Linked DNA regions of Oryzias latipes: all the other regions are linked to region 1. The links are chromatin contacts, called in public Hi-C maps. All regions are on one chromosome and are shown on one strand. Each heading gives the region's core, a stretch centred on a gene start, on an enhancer-like site or on the middle of the called end of the contact. The rest is flanking DNA. Distances are from core to core; before and after follow the strand shown. Region 1 holds the start of mgst1 (microsomal glutathione S-transferase 1). Region 2 holds the start of LOC101170968 (GTPase IMAP family member 7-like). Region 3 holds the start of LOC101171210 (leucine-rich repeat transmembrane protein FLRT2).

The links. A called contact is a pair of places that touch in the nucleus more often than the background predicts.
Region 2: a contact with region 1 is called in a Hi-C map of embryo, with 2.4 times the contacts expected there. The contact joins the promoter of LOC101170968 here to the promoter of mgst1 in region 1. A contact is called at or near these places in 5 of 5 Hi-C or Micro-C datasets (embryo, fibroblasts and gastrula embryo).
Region 3: a Hi-C map of embryo shows a contact between it and region 1, with 1.8 times the contacts expected there. The contact joins the promoter of LOC101171210 here to the promoter of mgst1 in region 1.

What each region holds. Positions count from the first base shown.
Region 1 is chr22:4,198,330-4,202,599 of ASM223467v1, reverse strand. mgst1 (microsomal glutathione S-transferase 1) reads right to left here and starts at 1,957. Exons shown (of 4, transcript XM_011490148.3): 1 at 1,846-1,957; 2 at 1,490-1,630; 3 at 16-107. The coding sequence starts at 1,606.
Region 2 is chr22:3,952,697-3,956,966 of ASM223467v1, reverse strand. It overlaps LOC101170968 (GTPase IMAP family member 7-like), which reads left to right and starts at 1,880. Exons shown (of 2, transcript XM_020713711.2): 1 at 1,880-2,515. The coding sequence starts at 2,485.
Region 3 is chr22:4,067,114-4,071,383 of ASM223467v1, reverse strand. LOC101171210 (leucine-rich repeat transmembrane protein FLRT2) reads left to right here and starts at 2,247. Exons shown (of 2, transcript XM_023951900.1): 1 at 2,247-2,731; 2 at 3,445-4,270. The coding sequence starts at 3,671.

The DNA.
Region 1 (4,270 bases), core at 708-3,207:
GAGGAGCCATCTCACCTTCGAACTCTCTCGACGTCTTCGTTGGGTTTCAACGTCTTCTTTTTTTCCTCCACCGTTTTCCCAGGTGCATCTTCAGGGTTGACAAAAGACTAAAAAGGTGGAGAGAAAACAGTCAGACATGAAGGTCATGTGCCCAAAAGCAGCAGGTGAACGCAGACATCTCTGCATTTGAACCCTTTTCTGCAATTTTAAAAGGATTTCTCCTAACGCTGGATGTTGAATCACTTCCTGTTGCTCCAACTCTTTTCCGAGAAAAAGAACATTTTAAAGTCATTCCTATTATCTAAAGGCCACTCTCATCAATGCAGTACCTTAAAAAAAATACTAAAACATCAACTTTTATGTTTTAATAGTTGAAAGCTTAATCTACAGCTGGATTCGTTTTTTATGACAGCAGCTTCTCAAGGATGTTTGTCACAGTTCATCCAGATGGACTAACAATAAATACATAAGATAACCGACAAACAAAGTCATCTTGATAATATCAAACTCCATTTACAGCCAGGATTACGAACAACCACAGTCCCCCAGTTTTTAAAAATGATCAGTCACCGTGTCCTGACGTGGATAAAATCATCAATTTGTGCGAACGAAATAATTATTCACGAGATTAGTCATTCATAAACACGGATATTAGCGATACTTGGGTTTACAGCAGATACCTTCACATTGTGTGTGTCTGAGACACTGAGGAAGTTTAGAGATGAGATTTATTTATTTTAAAAAGGCTCTACAAAATCATCGGTAATCATGTCTCATTATCTGCGTTCATTCACATCCCGGTACGGTCTCCGTCCTGCCGCAAAAGCCGATTTCTGCCGTTACAAATTCATTGTTTCGAGGGAACTGAAAATTAATTTGTGGGAACGAGATTTTTTTATCCATGCCTGTGTCCATGTCAGGACACAGGCTCAGTGATTTACAGAAAACTAAACAAAACAAACGTTAAAAAAGTAAATATCTTGGGACATCGCTCATTTTGTCAAATAACTTTGGGTTAAAGTGGTGGACAAAAGTCGTCATCCAGTCGGCGATGTCCTACAGTACCCACATTTTCCCTGTCTCATTGTGTATCATTTTCTAACATTTCATTTTGATTTCTGTAAATAACTTTTGTTTTTCATTTTCAAATTTTGGTTTCTGGAATTTTGTTTGGTTTTCTAAAATGTAATGCAGTTTTTCCTGAATATTTATTCTGCATTTTTTAATTGTTGTGATCTTCAAAATGGTTTTGCATCAAGTGATTTGTTGCTGTGATTTGCACTCCAGGGCCACTGTAGAAAACTGAAGAAAGTTGAAAATATTTGGAATAATTGAGAACAAAACAATTCAGACTTGATCTCGGACTGGCAGGTATGTGGCTGAGCTTAGGCATTCCTAGTGAGAGGCAAGTTTCTGTCTGGGTCAAAACAGTAACCTGCTTATACACAGATGAAAACAGTCAACAGTTATGAGTGTGGGGGTGTCTCACCCCTCTGGTGATGCGAAAGTATCCAGTCAGAGGCCCCATCAACAGCAACTTGAGAGTGACGATGGCCGCATGGGTGGTGAAGGCCATGAACACCTGATCTTTCAGCAGCTCGGTCATCTTTGCTGATCGGAGGTTTAACTGCTGAGACAAAGTTGCTCCTCTCAGTCAGCAGAAGAGGAAAAACCATGATGCTACACAATCACATGATTGCACTGAATGTAGCACTAGTATGTGTGCTAAAACCAGGTCAGCAGCTAGAACAGTCATAGTTAAAAACAAAACAAAAAAGATCAACCTACATTACAGAGCACAGCAACAAGTAAAGCACAGAAGGGAAAGTTTTCTGCTCCACTCACCTCCTGTCGCCTCTGCAGCTGAGCGGGTCTGACTGAGTGTTTCACAATAATACTTCCTAGAAAAACCAGGGGGCGGGGCAAGAGTCTGCAAACAATCTACTTCCTGTTGGGGAAGAGTTCTGCAGATCACAGCTCAGCAGTTGCATTCCTCTGGTCTTCCCACAGAGAAATGAGCAAAGTTCCACAGCTTTTTTCTAACAAATCAGACACTTTCTGCAGTGAAGGGTCAGAAAAGATTAAACCTCAGGACACAGAAAGAGACGACAGGGACAACAAATAAATGTAGATGATCAACATGTTTGAAGTGACACTATACATGTGTGAAGCCAAAAATAGAACCTAATTAAAAAGAAATTAAGCCTTTTTTTTCCCACAAGTTGCTTTGATTTCCTGTCCAAAATAACACCGGAGGGGAAGCAACGCCCCCTTCTGACTGCTTCTGGAGAAGGCGGCCTCCCGTTGGCTCAATTTTTAAACTGTACTTGTTACCAATTACAAGTTACATTTACTGTTGTTTACAAGTGTCACAATAATCTTTTCCAAAGTAACAATGGTATATCAATTTGAGAAAATTGTTTTTCCATCCCATAATCCCATGAATGTAATCGTGACTGCCGGTTGAAGTGATTTGCTTATTGATTAACTTAAATTAGGTGTAGTTCATTCTTTCTCAAACACAGCTGTGACACCGATTTGATTTACACACGACTCTATAGATATTTGTTAAGCTAAAGTTTAGTTTCAAATGTAAATACGCTCCGGGTCAGGAGTATTTAACAAACCACTCTGAGAACAATAAACTGTGGAAACAACAGGCTCTCAGCTTCCACCCGTCTGCTCTCCACCGCTCTGACCTCGGGGATGAACATGTTTTCTCTGCTATTTTGAGCTGCTCATCAGAGCGAGTGGATCATCTGTGGGACCTTCAGAACTGGCCCCTGCTTTTCATCACAGATGATGAATGAATCTGCCTGGATCTCAGGAAAGTGTGTGTTGAGGGCTTTAAGGGCTGCTCTCTTCAGGACTCGACAGAACCCTGTGGAAATATTTTGAGAACCTCTCTGTGATTACTTGACCGTGGAGAACAGCTGCTTTCAGTTATATTAGGACTTAATGAAAAATATCATATGGATTACATCAGATTTATAAACTGTCTGAATACAGCTTGGTAGATGACTTGTCATTTTCAGTGAACAGCAAGCAGCACATACTGTGTTTGAGGATTTCCAGACCATAGATTTTATTTTATTTTTCTTTTGGAAATTCCCTAATCATTTTAACATCTTTAACTGTAATTGATATGAATACATTTTTAGTAGTTTTTTTTTATCATTTGCATTTTTGTCTTTTTTTCAATAAAAACAAGTTTCCTTTTTTGGACTCTGTTGTAATCTATACACTGTGTTAGATATTTATAGGTAGATAATCATGCAAACATAATTTAACACAAATAGTTGGAAATTGACAGAAAAAAATACCTTTAAAATTCAACAAAAAAATGGTAAAACCTCAAAGAAACTAAAACATTTTAGTACTTTTGAACTAAAGAAAAATTATATTCTAGAGCAAAGTCAAGTCAATTCAAACTCTAGAAAACAGACAGAGATCCAGTTTTGGAATATCAAAAATAAAAAATATATTTTATAACTTAATTACTGTGTCTGAGGTCAAAAGAATGCAGACATTGGCCAAACCCCTGAATGGTAGAAACACAGAAATCACTGAATGAACTGTCAACCAATAAACTAAAAAGGAAGTTTGACCCACAAAAGTCAGGAGTGTCCAGCAGCAAGCAGAGAAAACTGCCTAAGACAATAGTGACAAACAAGGAGCAGCTTTGCGGATTACAAACTGAAACGAGGTGTGGCAGCAAACAAGCTAACTCCACTACGCAAAGAAAGAGAGATCAGAAATTTTAACTCAACGCAGAAGAAATGTTTATAGAAAAAATAGATAAGCAAAACAACAACAACAAAAAAAAATGTGCTCAGCAGCTTCAGTCTGAGCTGAGCCCAAAAACCGCAGCAGTGTTCACAGGTTTCCAGGTGATGTGATTTTTCCCCAAAGTCCAGACTTTGTAGAGGAAAATGTGTTTGTAAATGTGTTTGTAAAGCCTAAAAAAAACAAAGAAAAATAAACTCAAATATGAATAACAAAAAGCCACGGAATTATGGGATGTTTTCAGCTGTGGTCACACGGAACACGATTTGTATGTCAGGAGTTTCAGTACTAAACCAAAATACCACTGATTGTCAGTGTCTCTACTCCTATGGGGGATATTCCAGGAAGCATGTTTAAACTAGCCTGACTTTAAGCCTGAACTCTGGCTGAAATCTGCCAGAACTTGCTTACTCTGGGTATGTCGGTTCCAAAAGACCGGATATGAGTTAGCGTAATTACGCTCGACTTGGTAACCCTGGGTTAG
Region 2 (4,270 bases), core at 631-3,130, 250 kb after region 1:
TGAAATAATTCACAATTTTCCATCAGTTTTCTCGTCCTTCATTCTTTGCTTCCTGTGTGATATAAACTTTTCAGTAAATCTATAGATGTATGGCAGTCGTGCACATGAATATAGGGAACAAGTGGAAGTCAATCTAAACATTCTAGAATTGATGTTAAAGTTGTTATCCAGCTTTAAATGTAAAAATTCAAGTTTTCTACTTATTCTTTCTCATTCTCTCAGGAAAACTGAAATAAAACTTTTTTCATGTTTATTTCAGACTATAAGCGACACAAGATGAATCTTTATGCAACACTGACATCAAGTGGCCACATGGAGGTACTGCACCATTCACAAACCAAGATTCTGCTCTACGATTTTACTGCACTTCTTTTTTTTTTTTTTACTTTATTTTTTAGATATTTTTATTAACACAGAATACAGCTTTTCCTGTAAGAACAAAAGCAAAGGAAACAAAAAGAAAGAGAAGGAAAGCAAAAGCAGACGTAAGTAGCAGGGAGCAACTAAAACATTGTTTCAAGACCGGACCGAGGGAGCTGAGTATTGTGTCCATTTCTTCCATCGATCTTCGAGGTTTTGTGCCTCTAGCCTTAAGTAATATGTTATCTTCTCCATGGAGAAAATTTCCTCCATAATGTCTCTCCATTGCTGCAGTGTTGGCGTTTCACTTCTCAATCAGTTTCTTGTTATTGCCTTTTTACAGGCTAGTATCATCACCTTGAACAGGTATTTGTCTTCTGGTCGAATGACGTCCATCGATAGGCCAAAGAAAAATATCTGTGGGTCCATGACTATCTCACATACTAGGATATCCCGAAAGGTTTTGACCATAATTTTCCAGAAAGGAGAAATATTTCCACATGACCGGAAGATTTTTCTGCACTTCTAAATGTTCGAACAATTCTCTACTTTCATTTCTTTAGGGGTTAGGGTGTGTGTGTTTCTGCAACTTTAGGTTCTGGATACTTGTTTTGTATGGCTTCTGACAATCAATTAATAACTGCTACTGTATGTCCAACATCCATGTCATCCAGTCATCCATCTTCTTAACCCGCTGAATCTCTTTCGGGCTCCAGGGGTTGCTGGAGCCGATCCCAGCTATTGTTGCACAAAGTGGGGGTAGATCCTGGACGAGTTGCTTTGCTTCTCATTTTGGAAACGACTCCCAACTTCAGTGCATGAGACATTTTCATATTTAAAGTTGAACTGAAGATTTAAAGTTGAGGCTGCCCTGGTGTCCCTCTAGGTATACAATTGTCTCTTCAGATGTTTTAGCTAGTGTTCTGTCTCTTTCTAAAAATCTTTAGGTCTACATGTTTGAGGCAGAAAAAAACAGTTGTTTTACCACTAAACTAAAACGCAATGTTCGGATTTCAGCTTTGCGGTTACACAACAACCAGACTTGCAAAGAAGTTAGAAATATTTTTCAGAACTAAGTCACAGAACTCGAATACAAAAAGGTCTTTGTGAACAATTGCACAAAACAAGATGGTTAAAGCAACTGACAGAAATATGTTTATGTGACCAGATGTGACAAGGAATGTGTATGTGTGTGTGTGGGTGTGTGGGTGTGTGTTTGGAGGTTTATCCATCTAACCAAACATAAAAAGATCAGTAAACAAGTCTAACGAGTCTGTTTGCATGAATTTTTACTGTTTGTGACTCATCTTAGCGGAGCTGAACATTCCCGGCAAAGACAAACAAAAATTTTAAAAATAAAATTCATCAGAACCTCAAATGAGTTTATCACAACAAAAATAAAAATATATATAAATAAAATGCTTCCCTTGCAATACTTTTAAATCTTGGGTTCAAAAACTATAACAGAAAAGCAAAAAGAAATCTGAGTAATAGCTGAGATAACACTGTTTTTTTAAGTTTGTACATCCTTATTTGATAAATGATCATCTCTCCTGATAAGATATAGATTCTTTCCTAAAAAAATTTTTGCATAGTTAATCAGTTTGTGTTATTAAAGCGAAGGTTCCGATTGCAAATGTTGCTGTATAATATCAGGTAAGTGACGGTCTGGAACGCCTGAACCCCTTCAGATGGCAGAGTGAGACGCAGTGGAAGGAAAGTTCACGTCATTCGTGGACTTTAGAGGACACTGCTGCTTCCAAAGCTTATTTAAGCTGTCAAATCTGCTATTGTGCTTTTGCTAGAAGAACCTGCCCTTTTTCCGACCCATGCTCCAAACATGACAGGCATGTCCCCAGTCTGGTCTGACCACTTGCTGGAAGAGGTTCCTCCACCTCCAAACGCTGCAGAGCTCAGTCACAAAGACTCCATCTCATATGTCAGCGCAACTACTCCAACAAGCAGACAAAAGAATGCTTTTAGCCTTATCTTAACGTCACACCAAAATCTATTTTCCTACTAGTGCTTCCTTGTTTGGATTTTTTTGAAAAAGGGACTTGCACACAAGGAAATCAGAAAACGCAGATCAATCCAGTCGTGTGCAGGAACATCGGAGCTCTCAACATGTACGCACCACCGCCACCACAGCCTCAAGGTAAGCTTGATGAAATGACAAAAATATATGCAAAAACACAAAAATGTTTGTGTAGAAAACATTGTATAACTTGATTGGATGGATTCAGCAGCTTTCTGTTGTTTGAATATGTTTTTTTTATATTCTTTTTATTCTTTTTTTTTGCGTAGGATTTGCTCTTTCTAGAGTAATATCTAAATAATAGATGCATTTAGTTTATTGGTATTAATCCACAAACTATAGCTATGAATATCAAATGAATGGAATCTAATATTTGAGAAGCTCTGAAAAACAACATATAAATCAGATGAATTAGCTTAATTAAATTGTCTTTCTTTCAGTTTAGTTAAGGTGCTTTATCTGATTCTGCCCTGTTGACTTTATTTTGCTTGTTGCCTTAGGAGCAATAGTTCTTCATGCGATGATGCCTCAATGAAGGAATTTAATAATTGGCCGTCGCCCAGTGTCAGTTGGGAAAAGCTCCCCTTAACTCTGATCTGGACATAGCAGGAGTTGATGACAGATGGGTTTATTTTTGTGCATGGATGATTTCTTCCTAAATAAAAAATAAAAATAATAAAACTGACATCTGTTTGCCTCACTGCTTCGGGATTTCAGATTTATCAGACATGAAAATGAGCAAACACAATAACTCATTGTTTCAGCTTTTACTTTGACTTTTTTGTAATAAACTTTTATGATTACCTCAATAGAGGCCAGTGCCTTTTATTGAATAGCTGGTCTAATATGACCATGCTACCATATTTTAAAGCCCAACGGCTAAACTCAGACAGAAAATCCCCTCAAGGTACGTAAACTGCCAGGTAACCTTCTACTTAGAAACCTCTAAGGTCCCACAACTCTTTAGTTTAAAGCTTTTTACTACTTTCCTCAAAGGGCTTGTCTCTCCAAGGATAGCTGGAACCAAAATAATAAAAACAAAATCAGGGTCTGTAACCTGAGGGTCCAGAGTCACAAATCAAATCAAACTTTATTTGTATAGCGCTTTTACAACGCAAGCTACTCAAAGTGCTTTACATAAAAACATAATCAGATTTAAAGACAAAAGGACAAGACAAGCAAATATTTTTTTCCCCCCCCCCCCCCCCCTTCACACACACGCACCTATACACACACACCATGATAAAAAGAATGATGAAATGATGCAATGGAAGAATGGCTCCTTAACCCCTCAACTGTGCCTGAAAACATAAAATGATAGTAATTTTATATATATACATATTTATATATATATATATATATATATATATATTTGAATTTGTGATTAAGATGCTTCTATAGCAATGAAATAAACTGTAAAGTTTTATACACCACTGCCGACATTACACTAAATCAAGTGGCTATGAATTAACAACCAGTGAATTCACAGGTTTTAAATCTTGACTAAAACTTTAGTTAAAGTCTAGAAAAAGTTGAAATCACATATTCAGGTTACCAGCAGTAAAAAGAGGATGAAGACACACCAAGGTAAACTTAAGGGTGAATAACAGGAGAAATGACATTTTTGACTGGCGTTGCATAAGATTTCAATGAAAAACATTTGCTGCCGTAGGATGATCCTGTCCTGCACATTTTTATATTATATATTTTTTTAATATAACCTTTTTTCAAAAGTACATGATTTTTTAGTTAGTAAAAAAAGTAAATTTTCTTTTTATATTTCTGTTTTTATCATGACAAAAACAAACAAACAATTGAATTAATATGAACTATAAAAGTAACACAAATACAAAGCAAAGTCAATTTTTTAAAGGG
Region 3 (4,270 bases), core at 998-3,497, 130 kb after region 1:
ATGCATTTGTTACGTCGAGGCTGGATTACTGTAACTCCTTGTTAGCAGCGTGTCCTAAGAGTTCCTTAAGAAGTCTCCAGCTTGTTCAGAACGTAGCAGCTAGATTGTTAGCTGGAACCAGCAGAAGAGATCACATCACTCCTGTGTTAGTTTCGCTCCATTGGCTCCCAGTTGATTCCAGAATCAAGTTCAAGATCCTCCTGTTAACCTATAAGGCCTTACATGGAATGGCCCCGTCCTATATTAAGGACCTCATAGTCCCTTACCATCCAATGAGAACACTTCGCTCGCAAAATGCAGGACTGCTTGTGGTTCCTAGAATTAGTAAAAGTACGATTGGAGGTAGAGCGTTTAGCCACCAAGCCCCTGTCTTATGGAATAAACTTCCAGCTCATGTAAGAGAGGCCGACTCAGTTTCTACATTCAAAGTTAGACTTAAAACATTCCTCTGTGGACAGGCTTATTGTCAGACTAGTTAGTATTCAGAGATTATTTAACTTAATGTTAATTTGTTTAAATTAAACTTAATAATAACTATTTCTTTTAAAAGGCTGCTAGAAGTTGAAGCTGGGGTAACTATGGTACACTGGGGTTCTGTCCTCTTTCCTTTTTTTACTTCTACGCTTCCTCTCCTCTATTCTTGATCATAATTTATCATTTAGTTCTCCATGCCTCTGTTTGGTACAGTGCGATTCATGTATTGTCCCTCTTTTCCTCTCCCCTCCTGGGGAGTGGGAGTGCTTCCAGATTCCAGTTGGTTCATCCGTGCTCCAGTTCCTGACCGTTTACCTCGCCTTTGCTCCTGCTCCTACACCTGGCTGTGGATCCTGCCTCTGGCTCGTCTCTGCTCGTCTCTGCTCTGTACCTGACCGAGTACCTCGCCTCTGCTCCTGCTCCTACACCTGGCTGTGGTTCCTGTCTCCGGCTCGACTCGCGCCTTTGACTGTCCCCACAACCACGGCTGGATGAAGCTCGTCTGCTGGACTTTATATATGTAGTTGTAGATTTAGATAAGTTAATTCTTCTCTAAGATTTCTGGTAAATCGCCTGTCCGTCCTGGGGGAGGATCCCTCCTTCATGTGGGCACCCCTGAGGTTTCTTCGTTTTTTCCGGAATCCGTTTTTTTTGGGAGTTTTTCCTTACCGCGAAGGGGGGTCTAAGGGCAGGGATGCCAGTATAGCTTAGTCTGTTTGTTAGTTCATTTTAGTATTTTCCTATTGAACTCTTTGTATTCGTGATCCTTTTGAGTTCATGTTTTACTTCGAAGCCCATCGAGACGACTGTTGTTGTGATTTTGGGCTATACAAATAAAATTGAATTGAATTGAAAATTGAATTTTTTTTTACGATTCATTTCACTGAACCAATTCAACTGAAATCATGGAAGTGTTTCCTTACATTGTTGTTTAAACTGTAAATAAGTCACAACAATGGGTGGATAACCTGTACTTTTGCATATTAGGGAATTGTTTTAATCCTAAACTATAAACTTACTCCTTTTATAACTTTATCTTCAGATCAAAAACCATAATCAAGTCATTTTCTTTCTATCTATCTATCCATCTATCTATCCATCTATCTTCAGTGGATCTTCTGTTGACTTTCTCTCATCCTCTTGTCTCTTCATGTGATCTCAGACTCCATGATGTTGACATCAGAACTCTGCTTCTCCATTTCAAAGCTATTTGGTCCGCTTCAGCCTTTGATTGGCTTCTGAGAACCTCTATGTGAAACCAAACTAGATAAAGATCTGACAGTTATCATCATTCTCCGCCGCCCATTTACTGTAGAGTTATTTTGAAAGACTATGCGAGTCTGAAAGCAGGTCAGGTCACATTGGACTCACAGGTCACTTTTGACAAAGAAATAACCTTTTTCCATTATTTTCTTTTAGATTTAAGTGCAGAGATTTTGTGTGTGTGTGTGTGTGTGTGTGTGGGGGGGGGGGGGTTCTTCACAAGAGATATTTTAGGTCACGTAAAAATTAACATAGAAAAGTTTTTATTTGGTTGACTACGATAGTCACCTGCACAATTAACACAGTTACAGAAAGAAGGCAGAGATAACTAGAGCCTTTTCTAATCTACGGATTTATTAATTTAGCATTGTTTACTGCTAATATTATTTATTATTGATTATAATTTTTTTATTATATTATTATTATTTTACATTAAAGAAAAAAAGTCTTTGTCATCCTTAAAAAGAAGATTTTGCCAGAAGATTCACAGAATCATTTTTACTGTGTTGTATTTCTTTTCTAAATCTGAAGTGACGCTGAAATGTTAAATGAGCACGCGCGGTGAGGAAGAGGAGGGCAGTAAAAGAGAGAGAGAGGGAGGGAGTGAGCACGCGCGCACAGATGCAGGGGGTGGAAGGGTTTGGAACAGTTTTTCAGGAACATGGACCTGACACGCAGCGCAGCTGCCGGCGGAGCGGCGGTGGGACCGGAATGCGATTCTGCCACCTTGCGCGCGTTCCCGTGAGTCCTTCACTCCTGAAGGCAGCGGACGGAGTTCGGCGGCGGCTTCGGCCGGCCGCGGAGTCACAGAGGGCTGGAGGAGGATGCGGGGCGGACCGTCGCTGACCTGAGCTCTGTCCACACCTGCTCCGGCCGGATCAGGAACATGCGCGCACGGCGCGGCCGCTTGGCTGCGCGCGGGATGCGGACTCGGCGCGCCCTCTGAGCGCAGCAGAGCGCAGCGGGCGCGCGTCAGGCGGCGACACTTTTGGAGGTGAGACTTCTGAAAGTCATTTCTGACAGAAAATACAAAAACAAAATTGTACTTTATTTGTTTGAAGAAGGAACGGAAATTACTGTTAGGGATGATGTGACTTAAAGCAGCAGTTTTCTCTGAACTCATCACAGCAGAACCCTCAGCAGAACTCCTATAGTCTGTCAACAGGCTGCTCGGAACCACTGCGCCTGCAGAGAGAGAGCCACTGAAATCTGCAGGAACATACGTCTTATTCTGCATGATGCAGTGATGAAGGAACTGTGCTTTATTTAAATGCAGTGACCTTGCAGGCGCAGCAGCAGTGAGAGGCCAGGCATCGATCTCAGTTTTGTCCCCATGTGAGGAATTTGTCTCATCTTATCTGGCGGACAGGCGGCATTCATCACCTTCCTGCTGAGCTCCTCTTCTTTAGCTCAGCAAACTTTAATGAATAACAGAGGAATGCTCAGGTTTTTTTTCTGCGACGCTTCCTCTGCTCAGCAGATAACCCCCAAAATGCTCATTCTGTTTCTTATTTCCCTTCTTTAATATGTTACTTTTCTCTGATTGAAGACAAAAATCACCTCGGATCCCACTAAACTCTCACCTTTGCCCTCACTCTGTAAATACTGTGCCGTTAATGAAAGTCATGTGTTTTCCTGCTCGCTGATTCATTTTTAACTCCTCCTTCTGCATGAGGGGTTTATAAAGATGTCACTTCTTTGCTGCAGGTTTGCTGCTTCCTTTGAAGTCACAGAGAAAACTGGTCGTTTATCATCAGCTCCTGCGTCCACATGGCTTCAGTGGCGTCGAGCATTGTGTACGCAGCTGGAGACAAACAGATGGACCTTAGCGATGGATCCTGAAGGAATAATATGCGCAAGATTGTCTGTAATGATGGGAGTTTAAGGACGATTGAAGGATTAATGAGGAACTTGATCTGTATATCGTTTTGAAATGGAGATCCAGTGGCGTTCATGGAGTAAGGGCTGCGTCTCTTTCCTGAGGCCGTGGATTCCTGTGCTGCTGGGCCTCCACCTCCAGTTCTCAAGGGCCTCCAACTGTCCCGAGGAGTGCCGCTGCGAGCGAACATTTGTTTACTGCAACGAGCGCAGCCTAACCTCAGTGCCTCTGGGAATCGGCGAGGGCTACAAGACCCTCTACCTCCACAACAATCAGATCAACAATGCTGGCTTTCCGCTGGAGCTCCACCATGTGGCCTCCGTGGAAACAGTGTATCTCTACGGGAACGAGCTGGACGAGTTCCCTTTCAACCTGCCTAAAAACGTGCGGGTTCTCCATCTGCAGGAGAACAACATTCAGACCATTTCCAGAGCGGCTCTGGCGCAGCTCCTCTGGCTTGAGGAGCTGCATTTGGACGACAACTCCATCTCCACGGTGGGGGTGGAGGACGGGGCGTTTCAGGAAGCTGTGAGCCTGAAGATGCTGTTCCTCACCAAAAACCACCTGAGCAGCGTGCCTATTGGTCTGCCGGACGTCCTGAAGGAGCTGAGGCTGGACGAGAACCGGATTGCGGTAATTGCGGAGGAGGCGTTC